7 separate regions of the Mus musculus genome follow, and all the other regions are linked to region 3. Evidence: chromatin contacts called from public Micro-C and promoter capture Hi-C data. All regions are on one chromosome and are shown on one strand. The core of a region is the stretch at or near the end of the contact, and the rest is flanking DNA. Distances in the headings are between cores, read along the strand shown. Region 1 holds the start of Atxn3 (ataxin 3). Region 2 holds the start of Nrde2 (nrde-2 necessary for RNA interference, domain containing). Region 3 holds the start of Ccdc88c (coiled-coil domain containing 88C). Region 4 overlaps Cpsf2 (cleavage and polyadenylation specific factor 2). Region 5 holds the start of Calm1 (calmodulin 1). Region 6 holds the start of Fbln5 (fibulin 5). Region 7 overlaps Trip11 (thyroid hormone receptor interactor 11).

Evidence for each region. Promoter capture Hi-C pulls out the DNA fragments that hold promoters and counts their contacts. A called contact is a pair of places that touch in the nucleus more often than the background predicts.
Region 1: a promoter capture Hi-C map of embryonic stem cells shows a contact between it and region 3, with 3 times the contacts expected there. The contact joins the promoter of Atxn3 here to the promoter of Ccdc88c in region 3. A contact is called at or near these places in 12 of 39 promoter capture datasets (the 3T3-L1 cell line, 3T3-L1-derived adipocytes, the C10 cell line and 9 more), 2 of 484 Hi-C or Micro-C datasets (B cells and the N1E-115 cell line) and 6 of 115 datasets of contacts at active chromatin or transcription factors (astrocytes, embryonic stem cells, fetal liver and 2 more).
Region 2: a promoter capture Hi-C map of embryonic stem cells shows a contact between it and region 3, with 4 times the contacts expected there. The contact joins the promoter of Nrde2 here to the promoter of Ccdc88c in region 3. A contact is called at or near these places in 11 of 39 promoter capture datasets (the 3T3-L1 cell line, the C10 cell line, HPC-7-derived erythroid cells and 7 more), 2 of 484 Hi-C or Micro-C datasets (the G1E-ER4 cell line and embryonic stem cells), 3 of 115 datasets of contacts at active chromatin or transcription factors (acute myeloid leukemia, embryonic stem cells and large pre-B cells) and 2 of 9 other capture datasets (adipose tissue and embryonic stem cells).
Region 4: a contact with region 3 is called in a promoter capture Hi-C map of hematopoietic stem and progenitor cells, with 6 times the contacts expected there. The contact joins the enhancer-like site here to the promoter of Ccdc88c in region 3. A contact is called at or near these places in 5 of 39 promoter capture datasets (hematopoietic stem and progenitor cells, liver, pre-B cells and 1 more) and 1 of 115 datasets of contacts at active chromatin or transcription factors (embryonic forebrain).
Region 5: a Micro-C map of the G1E-ER4 cell line shows a contact between it and region 3, with 3 times the contacts expected there. The contact joins the promoter of Calm1 here to the promoter of Ccdc88c in region 3. A contact is called at or near these places in 4 of 39 promoter capture datasets (the C10 cell line, embryonic stem cells, liver and 1 more), 4 of 484 Hi-C or Micro-C datasets (the G1E-ER4 cell line and embryonic stem cells), 4 of 115 datasets of contacts at active chromatin or transcription factors (embryonic stem cells, large pre-B cells, memory CD8 T cells and 1 more) and 1 of 9 other capture datasets (pancreatic islet).
Region 6: a promoter capture Hi-C map of liver shows a contact between it and region 3, with 7 times the contacts expected there. The contact joins the promoter of Fbln5 here to the promoter of Ccdc88c in region 3. A contact is called at or near these places in 8 of 39 promoter capture datasets (the 3T3-L1 cell line, 3T3-L1-derived adipocytes, cranial neural crest and 4 more), 1 of 484 Hi-C or Micro-C datasets (embryonic stem cells) and 2 of 115 datasets of contacts at active chromatin or transcription factors (embryonic stem cells and fibro-adipogenic progenitors).
Region 7: a Micro-C map of embryonic stem cells shows a contact between it and region 3, with 5 times the contacts expected there. The contact joins the enhancer-like site here to the promoter of Ccdc88c in region 3. A contact is called at or near these places in 9 of 39 promoter capture datasets (the 3T3-L1 cell line, 3T3-L1-derived adipocytes, the C10 cell line and 6 more), 1 of 484 Hi-C or Micro-C datasets (embryonic stem cells) and 1 of 115 datasets of contacts at active chromatin or transcription factors (stem cell-derived neural progenitor cells).

The regions. Positions count from the first base shown.
Region 1 is chr12:101,956,955-101,959,654 of GRCm38.p6, reverse strand. It overlaps Atxn3 (ataxin 3), which reads left to right and starts at 1,412. Exons shown (of 11, transcript NM_029705.3): 1 at 1,412-1,521. The coding sequence starts at 1,498.
Region 2 is chr12:100,158,329-100,161,028 of GRCm38.p6, reverse strand. Nrde2 (nrde-2 necessary for RNA interference, domain containing) reads left to right here and starts at 1,376. Exons shown (of 14, transcript NM_001290303.1): 1 at 1,376-1,489. The coding sequence starts at 1,426.
Region 3 is chr12:101,027,560-101,030,259 of GRCm38.p6, reverse strand. Ccdc88c (coiled-coil domain containing 88C) reads left to right here and starts at 1,369. Exons shown (of 30, transcript NM_026681.5): 1 at 1,369-1,488; 2 at 1,924-2,024. The coding sequence starts at 1,429.
Region 4 is chr12:101,993,464-101,996,163 of GRCm38.p6, reverse strand. The region is part of intron 8 of Cpsf2 (cleavage and polyadenylation specific factor 2); the gene reads right to left. Among named protein-coding and RNA genes, the nearest start is that of Cpsf2, 19 kb to the right of the region's middle. Within about 2 kb of position 1,388, at least 56 of the 459 cell types and tissues checked have an H3K27ac peak or open chromatin away from gene starts, as enhancers often do. A contact at or near this core is called in hematopoietic stem and progenitor cells, where this site is marked.
Region 5 is chr12:100,197,989-100,200,688 of GRCm38.p6, reverse strand. Calm1 (calmodulin 1) reads right to left here and starts at 1,254. Exons shown (of 6, transcript NM_009790.5): 1 at 973-1,254. The coding sequence starts at 975.
Region 6 is chr12:101,817,808-101,820,507 of GRCm38.p6, reverse strand. It overlaps Fbln5 (fibulin 5), which reads left to right and starts at 1,389. Exons shown (of 11, transcript NM_011812.4): 1 at 1,389-1,774. The coding sequence starts at 1,758.
Region 7 is chr12:101,861,387-101,864,086 of GRCm38.p6, reverse strand. Trip11 (thyroid hormone receptor interactor 11) reads left to right here. Exons shown (of 21, transcript NM_028446.1): 16 at 1,395-1,494. Among named protein-coding and RNA genes, the nearest start is that of Fbln5, 44 kb to the right of the region's middle. Within about 2 kb of position 1,301, at least 6 of the 459 cell types and tissues checked have an H3K27ac peak or open chromatin away from gene starts, as enhancers often do. A contact at or near this core is called in embryonic stem cells, where this site is marked.

The DNA.
Region 1 (2,700 bases), core at 163-2,662, 930 kb before region 3:
AGTGGAAGACTGACTTCCAGGCAACTGGGGTGAGAGTCTTAAGCCCACACCCACCGTGACACACCTACTCCAGCCAGGTCATACCTATTCCAACAAGGCCACACTTCCAAATGGTGCCACTCCCTGGTCCAAGAATATACAAACCATCATAAGTACCTTTAGTTGCAGAGATATTTAAGCTCAGTATTTTCTAAATTAAAAGCCTTTTCTTCTCTTCCCAAGACCCTACTCATTCTGTAAAGTATTTCTGGTTGGAGTATCACTTCTGCTTTACATGGTACCTAGAGCAGAAACCCACAAGTCTTTCCTAACAATACCCCCATCCCACCCCAGTCCCTCATCAAAGTCTTCTGTTTCCTAAAGCTTCAAAGTGGTCTCTCTCCATTCTCAAATCACTACTGGAGTCCTGACCACCAGAGTCTCTTCATTTCTCCCCAAATGCCTTTCAAGTATTGTTCCCCAGTGATCCTCTAAAATCCTAATTTGACCCCATGTCTCTAGTTTTAAAAATCTTTAACCGCCTGTAGCTTTTTTTTTTTTTTTTTTTTTCCCGGTAGGGAGGTGGTGGACAGGGTCCTCCTATGTAACCCTGGCTACAGGCTGGCATAGAGCAGCTGTCCTCCAACACAACATATGCCTTCCTTACCTTCAGGTACAATGAGCCTTTAGGAGACTGGGCCTTTGCTACATTGAAGAACCTAAAATGGTTCCACCATACAAGATACAACGCCCAATACAACGCTTAATCTTTGTCAATCCCCCCCTCCCCACCCCCATCCCCTGCGCGAGCCACTCAATATTTTGCTGGATTTTTCACTTCCTCACCAACGCTTCCTCCTTCAGAGATGGCGTATTTACCCCAGGACCTGATATTCATTCCAACAGCCAACTATGTTGGACAGTGTGCTGTGCTAATTTCTTCGTACCTACATTTCTTTATTTGTATAATATTACAAAAGACACACACACATCAAAAAATGCCGTATTAAATTGCGCTTACAACTGGACTATTCTAAGTCAGTCCTAACTAAACATTAGCTATAGTTTTTACACAAATATTAGGTATGTGGAGAATGCCTCTTCTGGAATGAAGTCTTCAGTGGGAGAGGAGTTGCTCACATAAAGATGAGGAGAAAGGACCAAAGAAGGTGGAGATGGAAAAAAAAAAAAAAAAGAAAAAAAAGAACCTAAAACTTGGCTGCGAGGATTCTCTTCTAGAACCCTAGAATCACAAGATTGTCCCGCGTAGAGAAGTTCCTCCGCACAGCAGGCGGCGCCGCAGCATCACGCTTGCCGCGGGGAGGACCAACGCCGCCCAGGTCACGTGTCCCGTGCTCCCGGGTTCGCGTGCCTCGTGACGTGCGCCCGCAGTAGTGATTGGTTGGCGAGAGGCACGTGGCTAGGGCGGGGCGGACCGGGGCTGAGGGGTGGGGCCGGGGGCGGAGCTGCTGGAGGGGGCTGCTCCGCGCCGGGGCCGTTGGCTCCAGACAAATAAACATGGAGTCCATCTTCCACGAGAAAGTGAGTGTGGGCGTTCGGTGGGGAGCCGTCCTCGGCTCGGCGGCGGGCGTGGGGAGCAGCGACGCCGCTTCAGGAACTCAGGCGGGGCCCGAGCGCCCCCATCCCGACCTGGCTGGGTGAGGGGTGCTTCCTGCCTTCTCCCCATGGCTCCGCTCGTGAAGCCTCCCGCATGCGTTCCCGGCACCCTCGCCCTAGAAGACCGGGCGGGTAGCCTGGGCATTTCGGGGGGCTTCACCCGGAGGATTAGCGCGGGCGTTCCTTGTCCACTTGCCACACCTTTTCGGGTTTCTTCTCTCTTCTCTCTTAGGGTCTAGTCTAGCGAGTCGCCTTTTCAGCACCTGGCGGACCCTTCCCAACTCCACCCACGCCCCCTAACCTGTCCTCTGGCAGATCCAACTTTCTCTCTCAACTCAGTTCTATAATGGAATGCTCCATGCATTTAGATCTTGATTATCCATCCCACGTCTTTCTGCAGTTGTGACCGTGGCTTTCCCATTAAAGGGCCTGACACTTCGGAAGTAAAGTAGGAAACCCCGGAGGGAAGTCGTCATAAGAGTTTTTATTACGGGGATGTTTGGGTTGTTCTCCCATTTTTCCGGACCAGGAGGCCAGCTTTGTTTTTAGGTATTATGGATAGATTAGAATCGTTCTACTGTGTGATTTGGCTTAGTCTCTTCCTCACCTTAATTCCTAAGTGACTACGCTTAAAAGTATTGCTGTGACATCTTGAGAAACTGGTCTATGTTCGCATACAATTATCAAGTCATTTGGGTGTTTCTCGGACAACCATGTTTCATAATCATTTTAGGTTTGGAGAGGGTTGCTAGTTGAGACTATTATTTCGTTGGGAGCAAAGGCCTTTGTTTTTATCACTTGTAAAGGAGCATTGACTCATAGTGTTTAAAATCCACGCACAACAAAAAGACAAAAATGATGTGAATCTAAGGACGTTGTTAAATGAAGTGCTCTTAAGAAGACATTTTGAGTGTTTTGGAACTGGAACAAGTTAGTTTGTGACAGGATTTCTTGTAGCCCAAGTTGGCTCCAGACTCCCATCGTCCTGTCTCTGCCTCCTGAGAGCTGGCTGGGATGATGGCCACGTGCTATGACTGAGTGAGCTCCCCCTCCCGGCCCCCTCCCCACATTCATTTGTAATTAATTTTCCAAAGGTTTTGGAAT
Region 2 (2,700 bases), core at 127-2,626, 870 kb after region 3:
GCTTTGGTCATGGTGTCTGTTCAAAGCAGTAAAACCCTAACTAAGACAGACAGGATTTCTCAGTGTAGCCCTGGCTGTCCTGAAACTTGCTTTGTTGATCAGACTGGCCTCAAACTCACAGAGTGAGTGCCAGTGCCTCTGACTCCAGAGTGCTGAGATTAAAGGTGAGCATCATCGTGCCCTGATGCAGATATTGATTTAATCAACTGAGATAACTTCCTGTCAGGTTTGGCGGAACTTGAGATTTACAGTTGAAGACAAGTGGATTCTACTGGCCTCCTTTTTCCAAGTACTTTTAGGGACCTGAAAACTTGGACATTTATTTTGGACACACACAGTTTACATGGTACACACAGTTTACATGGTACACGGAGCTGCTTGGATAGGTTTCCATCCATTCCTTTGTTTAGATGATTAGTCACATCTCTGGGTTTAGCTTTTTTTTTTTTCTAAACTTTATTTTATTGTGGTGCCCTGTGCACTTGGAGGTCAGAAGACAACTTTGTGGAGCCTGGATGAAACTCAGGTATCCATGCTTGCTTGGTAGTACCTTTATTATTTAAGCCATTTCATTGGCTCCTGCACCCAACCTTTTTTTTTTTTTTGGTAGGGGAATCTCAAAAATACTTTATAGGTAAGTATATGCATTTATTGTCAAAGACCTTTATCTTATTGGGACTTTGTACTCTTCTGTATTCCTAGGGTATTTAAAATGACAACTTATATTTGGATCACTTACATTTTGCCGTGGAACTTGTCACATCTCACATAGAAGCTAATTTTTCATTTCTTTTCTTTCTTTTTATTGGCTTTTTTTGAGACATCGTCTCTATACAGTTCTGACTCTCATGGAAATTACTATGTAGACCAGCTGGTGTCGAACTCACAGAGATCCACTTGCCTCTACCACTGAGTGTTGGGACTTAAAAGGGGTTTGCCCCCACACCCAGTTTAAAGCCACCTTTTAAATGCTTCTTATGGGTGAAACAATTGCAATTTGTACATGTATATGTGTACGTATACATACACTCACACACACAATCTTGCAGAGGAGGAAAATGAATCTTACAGAATTTGATTACTTTGATCCAGTTTAAAGGAGGCAATGTGCTTTTACCAGAGGAGCTGAATTCCAGTTTCCACACCTTCCCCCCTCCCAACTTCCTCTTCCGGTTCCTGCTTGTCCATTGTTCAGTGAAGCCGGAGGGCACTAACTACAAGGAAACTGTTCTTCCTCAATCTCACCCTCTTCCCTCCTCCCCTCTCTACCCTTTGGGTCTCCGCACCGCCTTGCCCAGGAGTTAAGCCTTAAAGAGTGCAGGAAGAACTACATTTCCCAGAGTGCCTCGCGAGTCACCGTCCTCCAACCAGAGCTCTCCAGACGGCGCCATTTCTGAGGCAGGAGTGGTAGTGCGGCCTGTGATCATGGCGCTGTTCCCGGCTTTTGCGGACGTAAGTGAGGCCTCCGGTGATGGGGCATTCAGGAAAGGTAAGCACCCCAAAAGAGTCGAAAAAGACATCCATTAAATTAATGGCAGATTTTCGGGCCTGGGTCATGGCCTTTTTTCTTTGCTTTGTTTATCCACCTGTATCCCAGAGTTCTCCGCGGCGCTGCAAAGCCTTCTGGGTCTTGTCTGAAGTGTAGGGCCAGAGGCTCTTTCAGGCGCTACGGTGGTCAAGTAAGCGGAGGGGAAACTAAGCCTACGATGATGTCTGGCGCTAACATTACCGTATTTTTGGACTTCATTCTCCTAGAAGCTGCAATGATACAACTCCATTGCAAAAGAAACCCTCTTAAAATACTTGCAATTGTGGTTGGCGTAATTCTGATTTTTCCTTACTAAATTGTAACCGTCAACAAATTCCGAGACTGTCTATTCATTGTAGCACACTTATTAGAAACACAGGCCCAAAATATAGACGTATTCAATAAGTGTGTCAGGATTGATAATGCAACCTGTTGCATGAACGAAACTAAGTAACAACAGCAACAAATCAGTATAAGGTAGTATGCTACAAATGTCATAGATGAGCCACAGTCAACCATAAAAATGAAACGTTCAGAATTTTGGAATGGTCTTCAAGAGGATATGATTTGTATAGATAAGAATTCAGGGACCTTCAAGGGGCTGTGGAAGAGAAGCATGGGATTAGAGAACTGGGTGCGTATTTTAAATGCTAAGACAAGTGTCAGCTATAATGAAGTTAACCATGGCAGGTAAATGCAGAAAATACATCTAATACTGAAAGTGTACGGTCAAGTTGAAGGGCTGGCAGTGGTGGCATACACCATTAATTTCAGCACTTGGGAGGCAGAGGCAGGTGGATCTCTGAATTCAAGCTCAGCTTGATCTACGTAGTGAATTCTTGGACAGCCTGGGCCACAACATAGAGAGACCCTAATCTCAAAAAAGACCAAACCAAAACAAAATATAGTTAAGAAAATTAACTATATATTATTTAACTATGAGTTACTGTTCAGCTTTCTTTACGGTTGGTTTGCTTATAGGGATCCAAAAGAAGTCAGAATTCTCTCTCTCTCTCCTTTCTCTCTCTTCTTTCTCTCTGTCTTCCTTTTCTCTCTGTCTTCTCTCTCTCTCTCTCTCTGAGAGAGGGGGTGTACTGGCTGGTTTTGTGTGTCAACTTGACACAAGCTGGAGTTATCACAGAGAATGGAGCCTCCCTTGAGGAAAGGCCTCC
Region 3 (2,700 bases), core at 120-2,619:
CAGGGTAGCCTATGCTACCTATCCACCACATGCAGTCATCAACTTCATTATGTAGCCCAGGCTAGCCTGGAACTCAAGGCCCTCCTGGTTCAGCCCCACCAAATTCTGTGATTACAGGAACCAGAACTGACTGCCATGGCCTGAGACAGGATGTCATTGAGCCCAGGCTAGCTCTGAAGTTGTTATGTAGACAAGGATAACTTGAAGATCCTTTTGCCTCCATCTCCCCAGTACTGGGGTTACAAAGCTGTACCATCATTCCCACCCCACTTTTTTGGGTAAGATTTGTTTTACTTTTTATGAGTTTTAGTGTTCTGCCTTTATGAATGTATACCATATGTATGTCTGGTGCCCTCAGAGGCCTTGAAATTCAACTTAATGATAGTTGCGAACCATCCTGTCAGTGCCGGAAAACAAGCCCAGGCCCTCTGGAATAGAAGCAAATGCTCTTCATTGCAGAAGCCCCCCCACCTCCACCCTTTATTTGTTATTCTGACTTCCACATTTCTTGGAACCTTGCCAGTATACTGGGGGCTACAGTCTATTTATTAACAGGCTTTCCAACCAGGCAGAACTGTAATACCACATGTCATCAGCAGATGTCACATCCCTAATACGTGAAAAAGCTACGCTGCAAAATGACTAGCCAAAGGGTAGTCATTGAGTACCTGGTGTGTTCTCCCTAGGAGTGTGCCAGGGGCTTCGGGTTAACATTCCCGCATCGCAGTGAGGATTAAACTCGTCAAGACAAGAGTACATGCAACAATGGCCCAGCTCGGGGAGCGAAGTTATTACCAGGAAGTGGTGAGAACGTGGGGCTGCAGGCCTCCAAGCACACAGCCCCCGCCAGCAGGGGGCACGGCGTCCATCGCGCTGGGAGCCCAGGCTCAAAGCTGCCGCTGCGCACTGCGGCCGGGACGGGCTCTCCCGCACGGCGTGCTATGGTGGAGGGAGGGTAGAGCCATAGCAGGGGCGCACACGCGTGGGGCGGCCACACCGCCAGCATCCATCCTGAAGGAACTTCAGGAAGGGAGAAGCCGGGGAGTCGGCAAAGCAGATGCACTGATGCGCAACCCTGCAGTCTGAGGCTTACACCAAGCCTCTTCCTCTCGGGCCCAGGTCTGCGCGCGCAGGCTGCACCTGCCCGCGCACTCGGGCCGCCACGTGCTGAGGCCCCGCCCCACTCCCGTCCCCGCTCCCCCAACGCGCACCCGGCCCGGTGCGGCTCCTCTCCGCTAGGCTGCGCAGGGCACCGGGCGACCGAGGAGGGACCGCGTCGCCCCTCCCTCCCCCTCCTCGCCCCCACCTCTCGCTCTCCCCGGGCGGGCGGGGCCGCAGCCGCGCACCGTGGGCTCGCGCCCCGCCTTTGTCTCCCGCGCCCGCCGCCGGCTGCCGGAGCCGCTTTGTGCGGCGCGGCCGCGGCTCAGCATGGACGTGACGGTGTCGCAGCTCGTTGAGCTGTTTCTGCAGAGCCCTCTGGTGACCTGGGTGAGCGCTCGGAGCGGCACCGGGGACCGGGAGGCTCCGTGTCGGGTGGGCGTCCCCACGGCTTCCCACTCGGGAACGCGCACCTGTTCCCGGCGGCCGTGGGGGCGGGGAAGGGGGGTGACCCCTCCTGAAGCTCAGAGACCCGCGGTAGGGGCGCAGAGTGGGACCGTGGACCGGCGGGCTGAGCGTGCTGCCTTCCTGTGCGTCTGAGACGTGAGGATTTTGTTGAAAAGTCCTTTTTATTTATTTCTCTATTTTCCTCGCGTTCTGGGACGCTGGAGAAAAGTTAGCCAGAAGTCCTGTCCGGAGGCGGGAAAGGACCGCGGTTCGGGAAGGGTAGGCTTGCTGCCTGCGAAGAGTACCACGGTGGTTGGTGACCTCCCTGGCCTGCCTTGTCCCCCAGCGTCAGACCAACATGCTTTTGCCTCCCCGCAGGTGAAAACTTTTGGATCGTTTGGAAGCGGCCACCAGGACAACTTGACTCTGTACATGGATTTAGTGGACGGCATCTTTTTGAATCAAATCATGCTGCAAATGTAAGTTGCCTCTTCAGAGAGGATACTTTAAGAAACCTAAGATTGTAGCGTGAATGCCGGATGGCCAGGGAGGGATTCCGTTCAGGTGGGCCGTTGGACCCCCCCATCCCCCAGCACCTCATTCGAGCTAAGGAAATTTGCGGTTGACTCATTTGTAAACTCGGGCACTTGATGGTAGTCTGAGTGCTGACACCAAAAGTCCCTTTTCTTTTTGGAGGGACACAGAACTGTAAAGAGGGTCTGGTTGGTTACAGGAAATGTCCGCTGGGTCTGGAGCATCGCGGTGTGAACGCAGTTTCACTGTGGCTTGGGAACTGGGCTTCTGAATCTCCTTCTCTTCCCAATTGTTGGGGCAGATGCAGTCATTAATCGTCCTTGTGTGAATTGGGTTTAGAAGGCACACAGGCAGGCAGGCAGGCTGGCTGTTTAGAACGTTTGCTTGGGCTTAAACAGGGTCTCGTAGATACTACTTGCCGGCCGCACCTCTGACCACATCCGTTGTGGAGTTCTGCAGAGCCTGTCTGTCTGACATCTTAGCACCACTTAGGTGTTGGCTCCTACCCCTCCATTCTGTGTTTAACTTAGAAGCTTCGGGGATCCTATTGGAAGTGAGTGACAGTATGAGTCACAGGCACTTGGAACAAAATAAAACTGGATCAGCCTTTACATGTACCCA
Region 4 (2,700 bases), core at 139-2,638, 970 kb before region 3:
TGAGGAAATGCCTCCATGAGATCCAACTGTAAGGCATTTTCTCAATTAGTGATCAAAGGGGAAAGGCCCCTTGTGGGTGGGACCATCTCTGGGCTGGTAGTCTTGGTTCTATAAGAGAGCAGGCTGAGCAAGCCAGGGGAAGCAAGCCAGTAAGGAACATCCCTCCGTGGCCTCTGCATCAGTTCCTGCTTCCTGACCTGTTTGAGTTCCAGTCCTGACTTCCTTGGTGATAAACAGCAGTATGGAATTGTAAGCTGAATAAACCCTTTCCTCCCCAACTTGCTTCTTGGTCATGATGTTTGTGCAGGAAGAGAAACCCTGACTAAGACAGGTACATTACAGTGTTTCCAGCAGATATTATTAGCAAACTGTCAGAAGATAATTTGCTAACAAAAATTAAACTGTGCTTGTCTTATGACATAGATCTTCCTATTTCTAGAATTCAATCTACTAAAAGAGATGTTTTTAAAAAGTATATAGTAGTAACATTTAAAATAATAAGAACTGGGCAAATTCATCAACATGCAACAACTGAATTAGCAGTTTTTATCATCAGAGTACCTTGAAAACTAGAGAATCCTTGGGGCTGGCGAGATGGCTCAGTGAGGAAAACACTTCACTGCCATGAAGGCCCCGTAACCTAAGCTCCAACCCTAGAACCCACTGTGCAAGGAGAGAACCAACTCCAGAAAGCTGTCCTTGGACTTCCATGAGTGCACCATGTGTATATACACGTGTATATACATAACGATTTAAAAACATAAAGAGACCAAGGGGCTCAGAGGTTGAGGACTGACTGCTCTTCCAGATGATCTGGCTACAATTCTTGGAATACACATAGCAGTACACAACTGTCTGGAGGCATACCCTCTTCAGGCCTCCATGGGCACGAGACATGCACGTGGTGCAGACATATAAGCAGGCAAAGCATCCACATATATAAAAGAATAAGAAAACAGTTAATGCAAACAGAGCCTAGATTTTAATTTGTGTGTGTGTGTGTGTGTGTGTGTGTATATGTTGGGAGATCATGAACTAGAAAGGGGATCATGGGAAAGGCAGAAGAGATATGAAGGGAGAAGTAGAGACAGTAATGGGATAAGCTTGGTAAGAGCAGAAAGAGGAACTATTTTGAGGAAGGAAGGGAGCGAGTGTGGGCAGGGGGGAGAGCAAAGCACAGCAGCTCATGTGTAGATGAAAATGCTATAATGAAACTCACCACTTTGCATGCTAACCTAAAAATTATTAGCAATTTTTCAATGTCAATTCACAAGGAATCAATGCAACATGTACTCCTGGGCACTCTTGGACAAAACTGGAACACGTGACTTAAAAGGACACTGTTGTACCAACCGGCTAGAGTTGGCAGGGTCAGAGTTTATCTCCTTTTTTCTGTGGCTCCTGTTTCCACATCATACACTGTAGTACTATCCAAGGTAAGGCAAGGCTAGAATAACTGCTATTTCTTTCAAAATGTGTGTGTAATGCTCTGCTTGTGTGATAAAGATGTGATACAGCAAATCCAGCTAAAACCCTGACAATTGGGTAGTTGAAACATTCACGCTATTTTTTTGCAACTTTTGGTTAAATTTGAAACTATTTCAAAATAAAAATTAAAAATTAATTCCAAATTAAGTGACAAATGCTCACAAATGTGGCATCTCACATTTGGCTAGTAGCTTACTTGAAACATGATTTAAAATTATAAAATGTTAGCAACTCACATAGATACCTTGCCCACAAATTTTAAATAAGTATTTAATTCCTTGATTTAACTTGTACCTCTTGTTTAAAAAAAAAAAAAAAAAAAAAGTTTGTCTTGGCCTCCTGGTTGGTTCAAACCTGTAATCTCAGAACTCAGGAGTCTTAGGGGGAAGAATTTAGAGTTTCTGGCCAGGATGAACTAACTATGTAACAAGACCCCATCTACATACATACATACATACATACATACATACATACGTCTGTTTTATATTCCAGTTCAGATATCTGAAATAACTGCTGTATTAATAAAGCTTCCAGAAAATCGGCCCTAAGATATATTGCTTCTACACTTGCACTATATCATTCCAAATTATGCTTTTTTCCTAATCTAGCCTAATTCCTTAATCCTAAACTTCCAGTCTGTTAATTGTTTTAACATTACTATTTTAAGATTACTGGGTTTCTTCTTCTAAATGATCAAGGCTTAGGTTTCTCAGACACTGTGTGTTCATGAAAAGTCAGACTCCATAGTAAACGCTGGTGTGTCAGTGACCTGGCCTGGTAGGAACTCAGCCTTTGTCATTGTGATGGTAACCAGCAGATTAGGATATTAGGCACTAGTCTGGCCACTCAGAATATGAAAAAATTTCCTCTTCTTCTGGAACTTTATTCAATTTGGTGGCAAAAGACAACAATAAAGAATACTTGGTAATAAAAACTAACAAAAATAATACAAAGTTGTACCAACTAGATAGTTGTAGCTGAGGCCCTTTAAACAGACTGAGAGGACAAGGAGCCAGCCAGGGTAAATCATGCGATTCTCCTACAGGCAGAACTGCTAAGGATAAGCAGTGCACTGAACAGTGTGTGTGGAATGTGCGTGGGTCAGAAGATTGGTTGCTTGCTGAGCGCAGTGGTATATACCCTTCTATCCCAGTACTTGGGAAGAGGAGGCAGGCAGATCTCTTTGAGTTCAAGGCCAGCCTGGTCTACAAA
Region 5 (2,700 bases), core at 5-2,504, 830 kb after region 3:
TGGTGCTGCCTATCTCCAGCACCTCCCACCGCTCCTGCTCCCCCAGGCACTGAGCCTGCCGCCGCCTCCTCCCCAGCAGAAACTTTGCGTCTCTAATGGAAACCGAGGAGCGCGCCAACTCTCTCCTCCCCCGCCCTGCCGCCCCAATTAGCGCGAGCCGAGCACCTCCCGCGGGAAGGGGCCTCCCCGCGGACACGAGCGATCGCGCCCGTCTCGCGCGGCACCGGGAGGGGGACCGAGGTCGCACGGCCCAGCCACGCGCGCGGCCACCCTGCGGGGCCCCGCCCGGGCGCAGGGCGGCCGCTTCCGCCCTCTCCGCCCCCCAGCCTTCGCCTTCCTGCCCCCAACCCCACCCTTCCCCGGCTCCTTCCTTCCCAGCTCACGCCCGCGCCGCGCCCCCCGGGAGGAAGGAGGGGACCGCAAGCGAGGGGGGACTCCCGACTGGGCTGGTCAGGGGGTCTGAAGGTGGCTGAGGACACCCCGAGGCCGCGGTCCAAGCCCTGTACGTCTCCCGGCTCGCCGCGACCCATTCATTCTCCGCGGTCGGGGACTGACTACCGGGACGTCGCGGCCTGCCCCGCCCGGCTCCCCCGCCCCGCTGGCCCCGGCCGAGGCGCTGCGCTGCAGGCAGCCCGGGTGCGGCGCGTTGGATGCAGTGGGTGCGGGGCTGGCGGAGGGGGTGGATGCGGAAGGCCCCGGTGCAGCTGTGGCAGCGGCTCCAGCCCGCGCACAGCCCACTGTAGAGTCCAGCCCCAGAGGCGCCCAAAACTCAGAGGAGGTTCTCTGGCAGCCAGAGCGGAGATGCAAACCCGAAAATACATCCCCTTTCACTGCAGCTGCTGCGTAACACCTGGCAAAATGGGGTAGGGGGTAACCTCAACCAGGAAAAGGGGGAGACCCCAAGACTCAACTACAAATCTGTTCAGAAAGCTCGGGCAGCTGCTACGTCTGCCACTGCCGATCCCAACCTACCATGGTGCGAGCGAAGGAAGGAAGAACGGAGCAGGCGAGGGTGGCTGCACCAGCGCAGGGGCTGTGACCGCCGAGGTGCCTCCGCTTCTGCTGCTGCTAACGCGCTACCTGCGTTGTGCGCTGAGCCTCAGCCGCCGCCCGACTTCGAGTAACGGCACCACGGACACGAGACTCCCAGCACCACTGCCGTAGCGCGAGCCTGTGTGCCGCGATATATATACGGTGCGCGGTATCCCTCCGCCGCGGCAGTACCGCCTCGCGCAGGGCGGCGCTGCGGCAGCCGGACCTCACCGCAAGGCTCCGCCCCCCAGGCGCGCCCGGCGCGGCGGGCCCATTACGCGGGCAGGGGTCACTGGGGAGTCGGAGACCTGAGCGAGGGTGCTGGTCTGTTGCTGCAAGAGTCCTCTAGAGCTGGAATGCCTGCGTAGCGAAATCTGGGGGGCCGTCCCGGGCTTCCAGGCGCGTGTCCGTCACTCAGCCCCACTTCACCTGTGTGTCCCCCCTCCCACCACTCCTGGTGGCTTCGAGGTTGCAGAGCCACCAATCCTGGGTCCCCCACAGGGGAGGACCTGGAGGAGATCTAGGGGCTGAGGACAGCCGCGGGGAGGCGGAATCCAACCTTAGCTGTAGAGGCGAGAGGACTGTGTTGAGGACACGGTGGTTGGCCTTGGGGAAGAAATTGGTCAGATAATGTTACTTTTCTCATTTTGGAGAACTGTCCGAGGCACAGTTAGAAGCTCAGTTGCTAGGTCTGTGTGGTGTTGACACGCTCAACCAGTCTAGTTTTCGTGTTTTTACATACCTACTAAAATTTTAAAGATGCTTGAAGAGTTGTCCCTTGCTAGGTTTGTTCCTTATTTCCTGTGGCAAATTCTATTAGGCCTGCTTCCAAAATTAACGTAGTGAGCGGCTTATGTCGCCCTCAGAGCCCACGCTTTTGAGTTTTTCCTAATTGTCCTGGTCCTGGAAATTCATAAATTGATATATACAAAGAAGGGGAAAGATACACAGGATCACTCTGATTACAGCTGGAACTTGTGCAGCCAATTGATTCTAGTAGGGTGCTCCACTATCTTAATTACAATCTTAATTATAGTCCTTAAATAATGTTTTAACCTTTAAATTTACTATTCTTTGTTCTTCTGTAAACTAGGGTGGGGGTGGGGACAGGGACGACCAAAAACTGTTTCAGGTCTTAGTTTGGAGCCTGGAACTTAAAAGAAGAAGAAGAAAATCTTAACAAAATGCTGCAGTTTCGTTTCTTGCCAAGACAAAGCGCAGAATTTGATCTTTTGTTTGCAAGGCCAGGACAAGCTGCAGGTTGTTTCTTCTTTCAGAAATTGTGGCAAAATGTGTGATTAGCATGCTCCTCTCTGGAAAGACTAGTTACCTTTCTTTTCTGGCTTTGTCAAAGTTTGCAGATAGGTGTTTTAAAAGATTCAAAAATGTCCCTGAACATTGCAAACGCCAGAGGACTTCTTAGGATCACCTCAGACAGTATGTCAGCAGCTGTGGGACTGCGCTTCAATTTGTTCTTCCTAGAATGCTACAGAAAGGGTTAACCTGCTGTTTAAGGAGAAGCTGTAGCAGGCAGCCCCCCCCCCCCAAGGGTACTGCTGGCCCTCTTGCAAATGGTTTAAAAACCATTCACAGTCAGACACATAATATCCCTATGTTCACAGAAAAGAGACTAATAAAAATTCAGTTTAAAGCATAGTCAATAATCCA
Region 6 (2,700 bases), core at 140-2,639, 790 kb before region 3:
CCCAGGTCCTCAGCAAGAGCAGCCAATGCTCTTAGCCATCTCTCCAGCCCCTACAATCATAGTTTTTATATTAATCTAATAAAATTGGTCTATGTGACTACCAAGATTCTATTAGAACTATAAAGTATATTAGAAAGCCTGCAATATCAGTGTGTGAGGAGCCTCTTCAGCATTTTAAAACATGTTATAGCACAACATCATGAAACTCAAGTCTATGTTCCTTACTGTACGAAGTGCCTTGGCCAGAAATTACATCAGGTACTTGAGAGGTTCTTTTGTACTCCCTCCCAGTCACTGCCGACTTTGAGCTTTAGACAGAGCAGCAGGCCAGGGTGCACACTTAGAGGTCTAGCTATTTTGATGGGTTACTCTCATTTATTTCCCAATCTGAAATTCTCTTTATTTCGCCCCTTTAGTGCAGAACTGGTGGACTTGAAGGGTTTTTATAATCCTAGCTACTAGAACAATGGACGGGAGGTACTATCTCATGAAGGAGATGAACCTAAATGTAGTTTATTCTTAGCCATTTCATACGCCCATAGTAAATAAATCAGGTCAGTTGACCTCTGAGCTTCAGCGGAATCAACAGCAGTCTGGCTGCTCTAGTTCAGTCTAACGAGATTTTAGAGTAAGAGTCCGTTTCCTTAAAACAGTGTTAGAAAAGAATAGGATGTAGGCTTCAGAGACTCGCTGGCATCTCTGAGAGCCATGAGGCAGTGGGGAAGTCACTCGACCCCTTTTATTCCCACCTCCAAGGAAACTGAACCAGTTTCTACTGTACAGAGGCATATGGGGGGGGGGGGGACTCTGCCCCTTTGCTTTCTGAACTGTAGGTCGGGCAGTTGAGGGTCCAAGAGAAGGTTCAGGCAAGGAAGGTCTTGCGGTGTAGCAGTCTGGTCGTCGTGTCTTTTGGAGAGCAGTGTCTTTGGCACTTTTGCACTTGATAGAGGGTTCCAGAGCTATGAAACGAAAGGGAGTGGGGCGGGGCTTCCAGGGCCCAAGTGTAGCCCACCATTCTTTAGGCTTTTCGCTGTTGACTTTTACAAATCACCTTTCTACTTTGAAGGCCAGAAACAGCAACAGCAGCAGCAACAACAACAACAAGCTAAGGATAACGAGGTGAGGGCGGCCAAGGAGAGTTCTCAGCCATTGCTTGCTCTTCCTGGTCCGCCCTTACCCCCACATCCCAGCTTAGGGGTACCACGCTTGTTCCAGCCCGTGATTTAAGCCTCGGGTTCCCAATTGCTCACGCGTCTTTCGTCCGTGAAGCCGCCTTGGTGTGAGTTCAAGTTCGTGCTGCCACAGAGCCTGATGACACGCCCCCTCGCACGCGCCCCGCTCCGCCCTGGGGAGGCCGGGCGCCCCCCAGCCCCGCGCTCTGACGGGCTCCCCTCCCAGCGCCGAGCACTTGGCCCTGGCAGACGCCCCAAGATTGTTGTGAGGAGTCTAGCCAGTTGGTGAGCGCTGTAATCTGAACCAGCTGTGTCCAGACCGAGGCCCCATTTGCATTGTTTAACATACTTAGAAAATGAAGTGTTCATTTTTAACATTCCTCCTCCAATTGGCTTAATGCTGAATTACTGAAGGGGGTTAAGCGAAACCAGGTGCCGGCGGCGAGGGCTCTGCAGTGGCTCCCAGCACCCGGCACTGTCCCGGCCCTCCGCGCTGCCCGCTCGGCCCCTCCGGAACCAAGCCGCCCCAGTCCCACCGCAGAGCCTGCCTTCCTCGCGTCGCTTCTCCTCCCGCGCATCTTGGATATGCCAGGATTAAAAAGGTAGGTTGGAAGGCGCCAGGAACTGTCTCCAGGCTTGAGAAACCTAACTCCAGACCTGATGGGTGGAAAATAGCTATGGCTGAGATTCCGCCTGTGTCAGGGCACTGGAAAAGACTTTTAGCTAGTGATGCAATGACCCTGTTAATTACAAAAAGCTGCGCCCATCTCAAAGTCTTCGTTTGGGAGTGGGGATTTTTCTAACAGCGTCAGGAGTCAGCATCTCGAGAGAGGCAGCAGACAACCTCTCTAGGTCATTTCTCTTTCTTTTTGGAAAGGGCAGCAACGTTGTGCGCAGTTTATAAACTATCACACTACATGTTTTTTAAATTTGGGAGACTGCTGACTACGGCACCAGCAATTGCTTTGCTGCAACGGCTGTGAGACAAGCAGAAGTCTCCGAACACTTCTGTCTGCGTTTGCTCTATGTGTGTGATTTACAGAGGGAATGGGACCTAGAAGTTTCGAGCCAATGCACAGTGGACTCTGCAGACAGAGACGCATGTAAGCAAATGTTTTGCTGTTCTTTGCGGAAATTGCAATTCCAGTCAAGTAATCCTTGAGCCTTGAGGAAGTTTAAGGATGACATCTGTTCTCCCTTTCTCCAGTGTCTCTTGAAAATATAGCTGCCCTGCATAGATCTACACACTTTCTCTGTGTGTGTTTGCATGTGGGAGGGGTGCATGCATGCGAATACAAACCGAGCCTCATTATGGTAAGCCATAGTTAATATTACCATCCCACATCTCTGACCAGCAATGTCTGTCACTGACAGACAGTTGGAGGGTCTGTCCTCCTCCTCCTCCTCCTCCTCCTCCTCCTCCTCCTCCTCCTCCTCCTCTTTTGGATGGTGGACCCAGATTCAAAAGAAAAGGGTTGAGACAGTTTCTCCTCCCCAGTATTAATTATACTTCAATTTTGGTATGATT
Region 7 (2,700 bases), core at 52-2,551, 830 kb before region 3:
CTAGTACAACTACTCTGGAAATCAGTCAACTATGAGAGTGGTTTTGATGGTGCGATGACAGGGTAGTTCTTCTGACATTTAGTAGGCTAGGGATTATCAAAAGTATATTTATTGTTGGACGTGGTGGCACATGCCTTTAATCCCAGCACTCGGGAGGCAGAGGCAGGTGGATTTCTGAGTTCGAGGCCAGCCTGGTCTATAAACGTGAGTTCCAGGACAGCCAGGGCTATACAGAGAAACCCTGTCTCAAAAAACCAAAAAAAAAAAAAAAAAAAAAAAATTGTAATTTATTGAGAAATACTGTATTGCAAATTTAAACAGGGAGAACAAAATATTTTACAATAAACTCTTGACTATCTGTGCAGTCTAGAAGTAAGGTGGATTTTAATCTCCATTAAACTCAAACTATAAGAGTAAAGGAGAGGGCTGGTGAGATGGCTCAGTGGGTAAGAGCACCCGACTGCTCTTCTGAAGGTCCAAAGTTCAAATCCCAGCAACCACATGGGGGCTCACAACCATCCGTAACAAGATCTGACACCCTCTTCTGGAGTGTCTGAAGACAGCTACAGTGTACTTACATATAATAAATAAATAAATCTTTAAAAAAAAAAAAAAAAAAAAAAAAAAAGAGTAAAGGAGAGCCTGTGTCCCTACAAAGGGGTTAAAAGGCTAGTAGCCAGTAGACCAATTTGAGACCTCATTTTCATTGCCCAGAGAACAAAGGGTTTCTGTCTTGTATAAGGCACTTGCACAAACTGATGGTGAGACAGTGAGGTAGAGATACACAAGCTCTGAGTACACTGAGTTATCCATACCAGTGTCAGGGCCATACTTGTTCTTGTGATCATGTGCCTGATGCTGCTGAGAGTTCCTGTGCATTCTTGTTGATGGTGGGCTTCATTTAACAAGTGGGGGATTTGCTTATGTGTTAGCTTACAAAAATTTAAAAGAACAAAACCATTTGTTACTGAATTTGTTGACTGTATATATCTTTTAAATGGTTTATCTTGTTACTGTTACTTAAAAAATTGTTATCTTTTAGTAGCATCTTTTTTTTTTTTTTTTGAGACAGGGTTTCTCTGTATAGCCCTGGCTGTCCTGGAACTCACTTTGTAGACCAGGCCGGCCTCGAACTTAGAAATCCGCCTGCCTCTGCCTCCCGAGTGCTGGGAGTAAAGGCGTGCGCCACCAAGCCTGGCCTATAGCATCTTTATTTAGTTTCTGTAAAAGGGCATGGATCCATTGTAAAGGGTTATGAGGTCAGTAGGTTGCCCATGGCCACTGAGGTGCAGCTTCGCCACTGGCTGAGCTATTGATTGATTCTGAAGCACCTCCCAGCCCAGTAGTTGGCAGGACACTTTGCACACTGTTTTTAATAAGCTTTCCTCCCCCAGGAACGTTTGGATGAAGCAAATGCTGCACTGGATTCAGCATCAAGACTTACAGAACAGTTAGATTTAAAAGAAGAGCAAATTGAAGAACTTAAAAAGCAAAGTAGGTCTTTTTTCTTTGTTCTCTCTTACCGTGCTTCTGTTGACTCTGGTGTGCTCTTCTGCTCTACCTTGGCACAGCTGAGTGAGGCAAGGTTGTTGGACTTCAATTGCTTCAATTTGCATCTGAATCTAATGGAATGAGAGTCATTCGGAGAGCCTGGCTGTCCAGTCAGCTCTCCTGGATAGTGAGCTGTGACTTTGTGTTGCCTGTCACCTATTGATCAAGGGGGCTGATTTGACTGATCCAGTTTTTATGGTTTTGTCTTCTTGATGATAGTTCATGGTACAGCTGATATCCAACAGGCTAGAGAGGGCACATTCTCAGGTGAGGTACTGGGTAACTCTGTGAAGTTACACTCAGTGGCTAAGTTGTGCATGGCCTTATCCCCAGGCACTCAGTACACTTGGGTTTGGTGCTTGTAAAGTTTCCCAGTTCTGTCCGTTCTTTAAAGCTGATGCCTCTACTCATTATCAACTGAACCTCAATGATAGGGTGGGTCTAATGGCATCATTAAATCTAATTCTTGTTTAGGTATAGCCAGGGGCTTGAAGCTTTTCTGGGGCTGTGTAATTAGTAATGATTTAGAGAGATTGGGTAGGTGGTAAGAACCTAGGAATGCATTGGCTGAGATGTCTCTGTTGCCATAGCAGTAACACCTCTGTTAAGAAATTAAGAAATATATACCATGTATCACAAAATGGAGATCAGAAAACACAAAATAGAAGTAGCTGGAACAACAGAGATGCTGTTAAAACAGGGACAGTGATGTGGACACTCAGAAAGTAAGCCCACAAGAACCACTGGCCCACAGGTACAACCTAAATAATTCAGCCTAGATCCCCCAGGAGACCCCAAGTGAACACAACAAAATAGTAATAAATGCAAGGGAGTTGGCATCACTGGGATAACTTCACTCTGAGACATTGTTCTGAGTTTTGATATTATATGAGTTGATTAGCATGGGAACTCTGAGTCTCACGTAGCCCTAGAACTAGGCAGCAGGGGACCAATGGAGTGTGCATCTGTTGTGAACAGGCGCCCTAACAAAGGCTTAGTGCTTAGTCTTTTCCTTACTTGCTATTAGTGGAGACCATCAGTCCCCTCTAGGTCATAGACACTGAGATGGCCTTGCAGGTCTCTGTACTGGCACCAAAGCTTCTATCTTTCCGCACCACTAATTCTATCAAGGGAATGGGTGTTTGTAAA